Linked DNA regions of Gasterosteus aculeatus: region 1 is linked to region 2. The links are chromatin contacts, called in public Hi-C maps. All regions are on one chromosome and are shown on one strand. The core of a region is the stretch at or near the end of the contact, and the rest is flanking DNA. Distances in the headings are between cores, read along the strand shown.

What was found. Hi-C and Micro-C count contacts between places; a contact is called where the count stands out from the background.
Region 1: a contact with region 2 is called in a Hi-C map of skeletal muscle, with 8 times the contacts expected there. The contact joins two enhancer-like sites. A contact is called at or near these places in 5 of 6 Hi-C or Micro-C datasets (liver, skeletal muscle, tail fin and 1 more).

Annotation. Positions count from the first base shown.
Region 1 is chr1:1,441,164-1,445,484 of fGasAcu3.hap1.1, reverse strand. It overlaps LOC144410353 (a long non-coding RNA gene), which reads left to right. Exons shown (of 4, transcript XR_013468368.1): 2 at 1-67. Among protein-coding and RNA genes, the nearest start is that of LOC144410353, 13 kb to the left of the region's middle. Within about 2 kb of position 2,249, at least 8 of the 9 cell types and tissues checked have open chromatin away from gene starts, as enhancers often do.
Region 2 is chr1:1,382,014-1,386,798 of fGasAcu3.hap1.1, reverse strand. It overlaps sorl1 (sortilin-related receptor, L(DLR class) A repeats containing), which reads right to left. Exons shown (of 48, transcript XM_078106644.1): 48 at 2,311-4,785. Among protein-coding and RNA genes, the nearest start is that of LOC144410355, 31 kb to the left of the region's middle. Within about 2 kb of position 2,003, at least 1 of the 9 cell types and tissues checked has open chromatin away from gene starts, as enhancers often do.

The DNA of each region.
Region 1 (4,321 bases), core at 1,000-3,499, 58 kb before region 2:
ATTGCTGCTGGATTACCGAGCAAAAAAAGATGGCGACGTGAATGACACATGGCGGACAAAAGGTGAGGTGATTCCCCGCCCCCCAACCTCCCCCCTCTCTATTCAACTGCCCCCCCCCCCCTCTCCCTCCATCCCCTCCTCACCTCTTGCCTTTTGTTTGGGTCCAAACCGGACAAAAGGACGCCGCCTGTCAAGAAGACAGAGCAAGCGGTCTTGGCTTTCTGGAGGGGGGTCAAAGCTGCGTCCATCTCGACTCCAGACCCCCCCCCCAGACCAAACCCCCGTTGTTTTTTCCCGGTGCGAGGGATGGGGATGTTTGGGAAAAGGGGGAATGCAACATGCGTCTGGCACATTGACGCTGGAGCTGTTGGCTCCTCCCCCAATGGCGCTGGTTCTTGATACCTGAGGGGGGGGGCAGTGCCTCTTCTCATCATCCTTTAAGTCTGGCATCAAGTGGAGGTCCAGTGTCTCCGGATTGATGAGCCAACAATGTGTGGAAGTACCAAATAACATTGTGTACAGGAGGTACTTACAGTATTTTGTGTGATATTACTATATTAGTGTTTCTACGGTCACGTGCAACCATCGTTTTTTATCTGATCTCATCTGATAATCTTATTATGAAATATAACAAATTGAATATGGTCATATACAGGATAACTAGAAGTGACTTTTCACACGGGGATTGAATTTTTGTGGTTGTGACATTTCACAAAAAATAAAAAGCAGTGTCCGTATCTTTGGTAGAGATGTTTTCTGACTGTCTGTGGGGCCCAGAGCCCCGCGTTGGGAAGCTCTTAACATTTAATATTATAATGTACAATAATGTGTCTGTTCTGCTTATTGAGCAGCGTCTGATACAATAAGTCATACTTTTATCTGCAATATACTTCTTATTTGGTTATCAGTACTTATTACTACTTATCAGAAACAAAACAGACTTAACTGTTCACTTACTTCCTTTTCTGCTTATTTTTATCAACCATGTGAACATTTTCTGCTAAATACTTTACTCCAATAACATTTACATAGTTTAAGTAACTGTTTTAAGTTCTCCCAAAGCGACGCGCAGATAAGAGTCCTTCCAACAGGGCCTTTTACTTTGACAAGGTCCCCGTGACATGACTTCCTGTTGGGGGAAATCTCGTCCAGTGTCACACGAGTCGGCCTTTAACTGAGTGTTAGTGGGATATTAGCGGCTCCTTCTGTAGTTCCTGCTGTGGACCAGCAGATGGGGAAAGGAAACGTCTTACTGGGACGAGTGGTCACCAGCTGGCGGGGGGGGGCTGGGGGGGGGGGGGGGGACTCTCTGGGCAACACAAGTGGGATTTTGGGGTTTTCTGTAACGTTATATTCTCATTTTTTAAATATTTAATGAAACTCTAACAATGTTTCTGTGTAAGTAACACAGCCATAAACATTGAAATGTAGTTTTTTTATGTTAAAATGTTGTTTAGGACATTTGTATGACGTAAATAGTTTGAATAGAAAGCGTTGATATTTTTTAAAGCATAGAAACAGGTACTTTTATCAAAGTAAATACACACTAATCCCACAGTAAACCTAAATTAAATTATAATTAAAAATCCAAATGTTTATATATATAATATAATAAATGTAATAACAATAAGTTTGGTGGCTTTTTTTAAACCTTTTAGTTTAAAATGATAATTCTAAATTGGTGTTATTTAGTATCAAATTAACAGATTTTAGTTGTTGTTTTAGTTTTCATGTACTTTCTAATTCTTCAGTAAAACCCCAAAGTGATTATTATTTGATTTCAATCTTTTTATTTTACTTTTACTCTTTTAATTATTGTGTATTTTTCAACCTCAAAACTAAAACCTGATTTTAAAAAGCCTCTCCGAACATTTACATTTATGAAACATTTACATTTATGAAACATTTACATTTATGAAACATTTACAATGTTGCAGGTTTCTTTGCACGTCGTGTTGAATCGGCTTCCACACCAGTCGTCTGGATGCTGTGGTTGAAGTTTAAGGTTGATGTAAAGAGACGGGGGGGGCATCAACATACTGCGAGGGGGGGGGGGGGGGGCGGGGTTAGGGGAAGGACCAGAGGGGGGGGGGGGGGGGGGGGGGCATCAACATACTGCGGCGTTTTAGAAACGCGCCACACTGCTACAAGGATAAGTGACAGACACACACACACGCACACACACGCTCCCCCTCCCTGGGGGAGATGATTTCCTTCCCTGCGCGTCGTCCCCCTCGCGCCCCCTCTGCCTGCCCCCCCCCCCCCCCCCCTCCTCTCTGCTGCGCAGTGTAAACACAGTTTTCCAGAGGAATGTTGGACTCCCTGACCCCCGCTGCAGTTCACTCGGTTCAGCCTGGCCGCGCTGTGCTCCAGCATCATCAGCAGCCCCCCCCACCTCCCCTCAAGAGCCCCTCCGCTCTCTGTTACTCGCTCGCTCCTTCTCCTCCTTCTTTTATTTCTCTATTCTCCTCATCCCTCACCCCCCCCCCCCCCCCCCCCCACCCAACCCCCCCATTTCAGTTTGTGTAGTTCACCTTTCGTTCTGTTCTGATTCTCATTCTTCTTTACGGCTGCTTCAGTTTTTCTGACCAGATGGTTTAACAGAATATGTGATGTATTCTAATCCTGCACACACACCTTGCTCGGACGCCATTACGCCCCCCCTCCCTCTCATCGGGTCCCTGGAAACAAGATCTGTAGAGCCGGAGGCTTTAGTGTCTCTGCACAAGTGCACGTTTTGTTACCGAGGCGACAAGAGCCGCCTTGTTAATTCTTTCCTCTGTGACGGGGGCTGATTACTAATACATGCAGCCGGTCACTGCAGGTCGCTGGAGATGATGAACGTCTTGGAGGGGCCGTGTGTGTGTGTGTGTGTGTGTGTGTGTGTGTGTGTGTGTGTGTGTGTGTGTGTGTGTGTGTGTGTGTGTGTCTGTGTGTCTGTGTGTGCGTGTGTCTGTGTGTGTGTGTGTGTGTGTGTGTGTTGAGGGGCTCATGCTTGGCTGTTTTTATAGCAGGTAATTCAAAATTGTCTCTCACTCAAAGAACATTAGTGCACATTCTCCCATTGACGTCAACTCAAGTACTACCGTGCAGTAGTACTACAGTGTCCAAGTACTACTACAGCGTACAAGTACTACAATGTAGTACTACTGCAGTGTACAAGTACCACAGCATAGTAGTACTACAGTGTACAAGTACTACACTGTAGTACTACTGCAGTGTACAAGTACCAAAGCATAGTACAGTACAGTGTACAAGTACTACTACAGTGTACAAGTACTACAATGTACAAGTACTACAATGTAGTACAACTGCAGTGCACAAGTACCACAGCGGAGTAGTACTACAGTGTACAATTACTACAATGTAGTACTACTGCAGTGTACAAGTACCAAAGCATAGTACAGTACAGTGTACAAGTACTACTACAGTGTACAAGTACTACAATGTACAAGTACTAAAATGTAGTACTACTACAATGTAGTACTACTGCAGTGCACAAGTACCACAGCGGAGTAGTACTACAGTGTCGCAGCATCCTGAGGTGAAGAAACAGATCCACATTTGTACAGAATGCTGTTACTTTTACTGCTTGGTTTTCCTTTTTTACAGCTTTAACGTTAATACCTTATTCATTATTTATATTTCATTTTTAACATTTATGTTTTGGTTTGTGTAGTTTTTTAATTTAATTTTTTCTATTTCCCGAAAACCAATAAATAGGCCAATAAAGCCACGTGGAACTGATGTATTAACAATGGTGACCTATTGATCACTGACTGATTAACTGTTTAAGAGGACCTCCCCCCCGGTGGTCGTCTCCTCACATGTAACCGTGAATTATTAATTGTTATTATGGTTGGTTGGGACACACGTGTGATGCCAGTGAACGCGTGGCAGACCTCTGCTCGCTATCGATCTGATCCAGATCTCTGAGGGCCTCCGAAGGGCCTCTAAAAGCCTCTAGAAGGGCCTCCGAAGGGCTTCTGAAAGCCTCTAGAAGGGCCTCTAAAGGGCCTCTGAAAGCCTCTAGAAGGGCCTCCGAAGGGCTTCTGAAAGCCTCTAGAAGGGCCTCTAAAGGGCCTCTGAAAGCCTCTAGAAGGGCCTCCGAAGGGCTTCTGAAAGCCTCTAGAAGGGCCTCTAAAGGGCCTCTGAAAGCCTCTAGAAGGGCCTCTAAAGGGCCTCTGAAAGCCTCTAGAAGGGCCTCCGAAGGCCTCTGAAAGCCTCTAGAAAGCCTCCGAAGGGCCTCTAAAAGCCCTCAAAGGGGCTCTGAATGGCCCTTCCCAACAATTGCCGGGTCCCAAAAGGGATTTCTTTTCGG
Region 2 (4,785 bases), core at 754-3,253:
TTTCTTCCGGCCCTTCAGACGGGGGCGGGGCGGGTGGGGGGGGGGGGGCATAGGCCTCTCTTTGTACGTCCCGCCCGTATTGATGGAATCTGAAAGTAAGCAGATTTGAAACGGATATTAACAGTAGGCTCAAGGAACAATAGCGCAGAGAAGCACGGCGCAGGGGCCGAGGACAAATGTGTCCCTTCATGTCCGGGGCCCTTGTTCTGAGGACAGAGCGTGGGGGGGGTCAGAGGAGGGGCGCAAGGGGGAAGAAGGGGGGGGGGGGGGGGTGTATTCTCACACTGCGGATGGAAATGAGAATATCTGCACGCACAAAGACGTGTAAGTCAGACGCCACCACGATGACAGAGAGTCAAAGACACACATGACGCACGCACACAGACACACACACGGACACACAGAGACAAAGACACACGCACACAGACACTCACACCCACACGATGGTCTGCAGCTGGGGAGTCTGCGTCCTACATCTCTACCTGCAGCAGTGTGGGAGTGACCCGTTACAACGTAATGCATTATTGTAATAATTATTATTGAGGGTCGGCCAATAGCAAGTAAATAGTTGTAGCCACCAAACGTTGTGTAGAGAAAAATAGTCCCTATGTAGACCGCATGTAAACTACATTGGGTCTCCTTGCAAGATCTCCCACGACGTCATCCACTCACATCGCTCATGACCTTAATCGTCCCGAAGCAAAAGCTCCCATTGACTGAAAACGATCATTTGTGGGATTTCCGGTCTTTTTTCGGCGATGGACATAACTTTTCGCTCGTCAAAATTAAAGACGAAAATGTGGTGGTGAGTTGTAGATGATGTGCAGCTGCAAAGAGGATATCCACATCTTATGAAGCACCTGTTGAGACGACAGCGCTGCGGATGCTGACAAGCAAAGCTGAGCTACAGCTGGATGTGGAAGGTGAGATGCATCCTGTCACCTGTCGAGTCAGTTGCCTTCAGGTGAATGACAGACAGTTATTTTGTATTAAGTTAAGTATTAGCTAGACAGTTAGCTGCCATAAAAGTACCTTAAAAGTTAAGTTACTTTTATGTCGAGTAACTAATTACTTTTGATATACAGTAACTGGTAAGTAATTAAATTACCTTTAAATAAGTAACTAATTACTAGTTATTAGTAACACTGATCTACAGTGGTGTGTGCTCCATCCTTATGATCGTTAAGGGGAGATGTATAGTATATATATATATATATATATATATATATATACATATATACTATACAAGTAATTCAATTTGAAGTTTCTCTATTGAATGCTAAATGTAATTAGATTGAAAACTATGATTGAAACAGTTCAAATCTGAATCTGAAGCTGCACAATATCTTACAAAGGTTTACTCCTCGAAGTTTTCTTACCACTTAAAAAGTCCAATAACGCCTGAAAATATCTCCATGTTACATAAATACAGGAACACATGAGTCTGAGGAGAGGAAAAGTCCTCTGGTCCAATCAGAGCCCTTTCCTGCAGTGCAGATGTGCTGGAGAACACACCTGTCACAACACAGGTCAGCGGGGGTCACGGCTGCAGAGCCGGAACATGACGGAAACAAACACCATCTTCCCTGAGAGTAGCGGACAGGAAGTGACCACATGACCCTCCTCCACCGTGATGAAGATGATGATGGTCCTTCAGCGGATCTCTGAGGCTTTGGATCCTCCTGGTGCTGCAACTCCTCTCTGTTGTTGTGTCTGTCTCTCACACACACACACACACACACACACACACACACACACACACACACGGGGGCGTCCACCTGTTCTTGACCTCTTGATGTCTGCCTCCACTCGGTTGACCTTTGACCCCGGCCAATCAGAAAGTGAGGAACCTCTGAACCAACCTTGTGACCTGTGGACAGTGGAAGACTGTTGTTGTTCATGCGTGTGTGCAGTTTAACCCATAATCGTTACTTTCATATAGACATGTGAAATAATGTGTATACGTAATTGTGTACATGTCAACATGTGTATACATATATATGACATTTTCCTATTTGACCCATTTGTGTGATTGTTTTATTGTCCTAACAAACAACCAGACTGATCACCTGATGTGACCAGTCACTTCCTGCCCCCTGGTGGCGGCCTCTGGCACACGCGCACACAGTACATACGTACTACAATAACGCCTTTATGATTTTAGTTTACGGTTTTATATTGTGACATTTTAAAATGTATTAAAGCAATGAGGTACTTGAGGCTGTACTTTAACTTTAAGTTTAAATGTTCATGCACAACATTTCTGCATAGATATTTGACTTTACGGGGAGAAAGAAAGGGACGGCGCGGTTTGATTTTCAGGAAGTTTATTTCAGTACAAGTGTTTTTTAAAAACGCCTCACACTGTCTCTCCAAACGTCTCGTTGTTCTTGCAACCTCCGAGACAAGCAAGCGGGACATTTATATCTTCCGATGTGGCCAAAAGGATCAAACTCTGTGCCACACAACATTTCGAAGCAAACTACTTAAGACAAGTGGGGAACGAACGGCCACATAATAACCAATAATTAAACTTTGTACACGAGTAAAACCTGAATGGAAAGAGACAAAGAGGCTCGCGTAAAAGCAGCCATGAAAGAGCAGTGATCTGACAAATGAACCCAATGCCCAAACGGTAACCTCCTCCCCAGCCTCCGTGTTCTATCATACAAACAGCACATCACATACAAACCCAATGTGTTCTAATAAGGCAATATGTGGCAAAACAGAAACTCCACACAGCTAAAAAATAAAAAATCAAACAGCATTTTTGCCATGAAAAGAATCAGCTGTTAAGGCCTTTAAGAAAACCAGACTTGAGGAAACCAAGAACGTCCTCATTGATCCGGAGTCAGAATGAGAAGATGAACGAAAACAGGAACGTTCTGCTGCTGTGGGTTTGTGATGTGGGGCTTCGGGCTGTAACAACCAAACCAGGGGGGAGACCAGAGGGGGGTGCACTGACTTCACAGGTGGGCAGTAGCATAATGAGCTGGGACAGTACAGGTATAAAATACATTCATGAAGACGAGAGAAAGCAGAACACCAAACCGGCTCAAACCGAAACACAAAATATCAGTTAATGGACTACAGTACGGAGTCAGAACAACATGATTATCCCCAAATTCCTTTTTTTTGTGATCATACATTTACGTGCAACAGTCTCTTCTGTACATACAACTGGTACCACTAACTGGAGTTAAAAGGACAATCCTAATTGCAAAAAGAATTGCACGTTTTACCGGCGTTTCAGCGCGTGGTCGTCGCAGCGACAGAGTTTAAGAACCTCCGCACGAATACACGTGCAGCAGAGTTGAGATGCAATCTCACGGCATGAAAATATAAAATTAAAATCAACAGAGACATCTTTTTCCAGAAAAGTTGACAGAGGACTTTTAATCAACTGGATTACAGCAAATATATTGCTACTTTGGGGATTTTATTATTGAGTCATCACTCAAATGATTCAATTAGCAAGATTGACGAAACACCAACACTGGCCAATACGCTAGTTTTATGAAATAGAATATTTTTCTGCTTTGAATTGTTGTCGGACAAAACAAGGCAACTACGAGGGGGAGAAAAGCAGCTGATTAGATGAAGAAAATGTTTGTTTTGATGAACTCTGACATGGAAATGAAATGTCTTGTTCGTCATCAAGCTAATGTAGCATGCTACTGGCTAGCAGGCCTACTTTTAAAATGCATTTTTTTATGATAGCTTGATTTCTAGCCAACTAGGTGGCGCTCGTAGCTGACTCATGCTAGCACTAAACCAGATAACTAGCATGCTACTAGCTAGCTATACTTTCAAATGTATGTTTGTATTTGTTGGTCGCTTGACCTGGTTTGGCGCTCGTAGCTGGCTCGCGCTAGCACTAAACCAGATAACTAGCATGCTACTAGCTAGCTATACTTTCAAATGTATGTTTGTATTTGTTGGTCGCTTGATCTGGTTTGGCGCTCGTAGCTGGCTCGCGCTAGCACTAAACCAGATAACTAGCATGCTACTAGCTAGCTATACTTTCAAATGTATGTTTGTATTTGTTGGTCGCTTAATCTGGTTTGGCGCTCGTAGCTGGCTCGCGCTAGCACTAAACCAGATAACTAGCATGCTACTAGCTAGCTATACTTTCAAATGTATGTTTGTATTTGTTGGTCGCTTGACCTGGTTTGGCGCTCGTAGCTGGCTCGCGCTAGCACTAAACCAGATAACTAGCATGCTACTAGCTAGCTATACTTTCAAATGTATGTTTGTATTTGTTGGTCGCTTAATCTGGTTTGGCGCTCGTAGCTGGCTCGCGCTAGCACTAAACCAGATAACTAGCATGCTACTAGCTAGCTATACTTTCAAATGTATGTTTGTATTTGTTGGTCGCTTGACCTGGTTTGGCGCTCGTAGCTGGCTCGTGCTAGCATTAAACCAGATAACTAGCATGCTCCTGGTCAGCTTCCTAACAACTGCAACCGGCCGGCCGGCCTCGTACGTTAGTTAGCGAACGTCTCGGGCCAACAAATTTCTGGAAAAAGAAGTCGCTGTTAAGATATCGAGACACGTGTAAAAACCTCGGCGTCACCAGACACGACTACTGGCTACTTAAAAACACGGTGACGTGTGATTTTAATTGAGTTATCCCTTTAAATGATTTTTCTAGACACAAACGGATTCAACACAGGCGGATGGGCGGTGCTGCCTAAGCCGTGGTGGTGTTGGTGGTGGTGTTGTTGGTGGTGGTGGTGGTGGTGCGCTGGTGACCGCTCCGACACAGTTCCCTGAGAACCCACT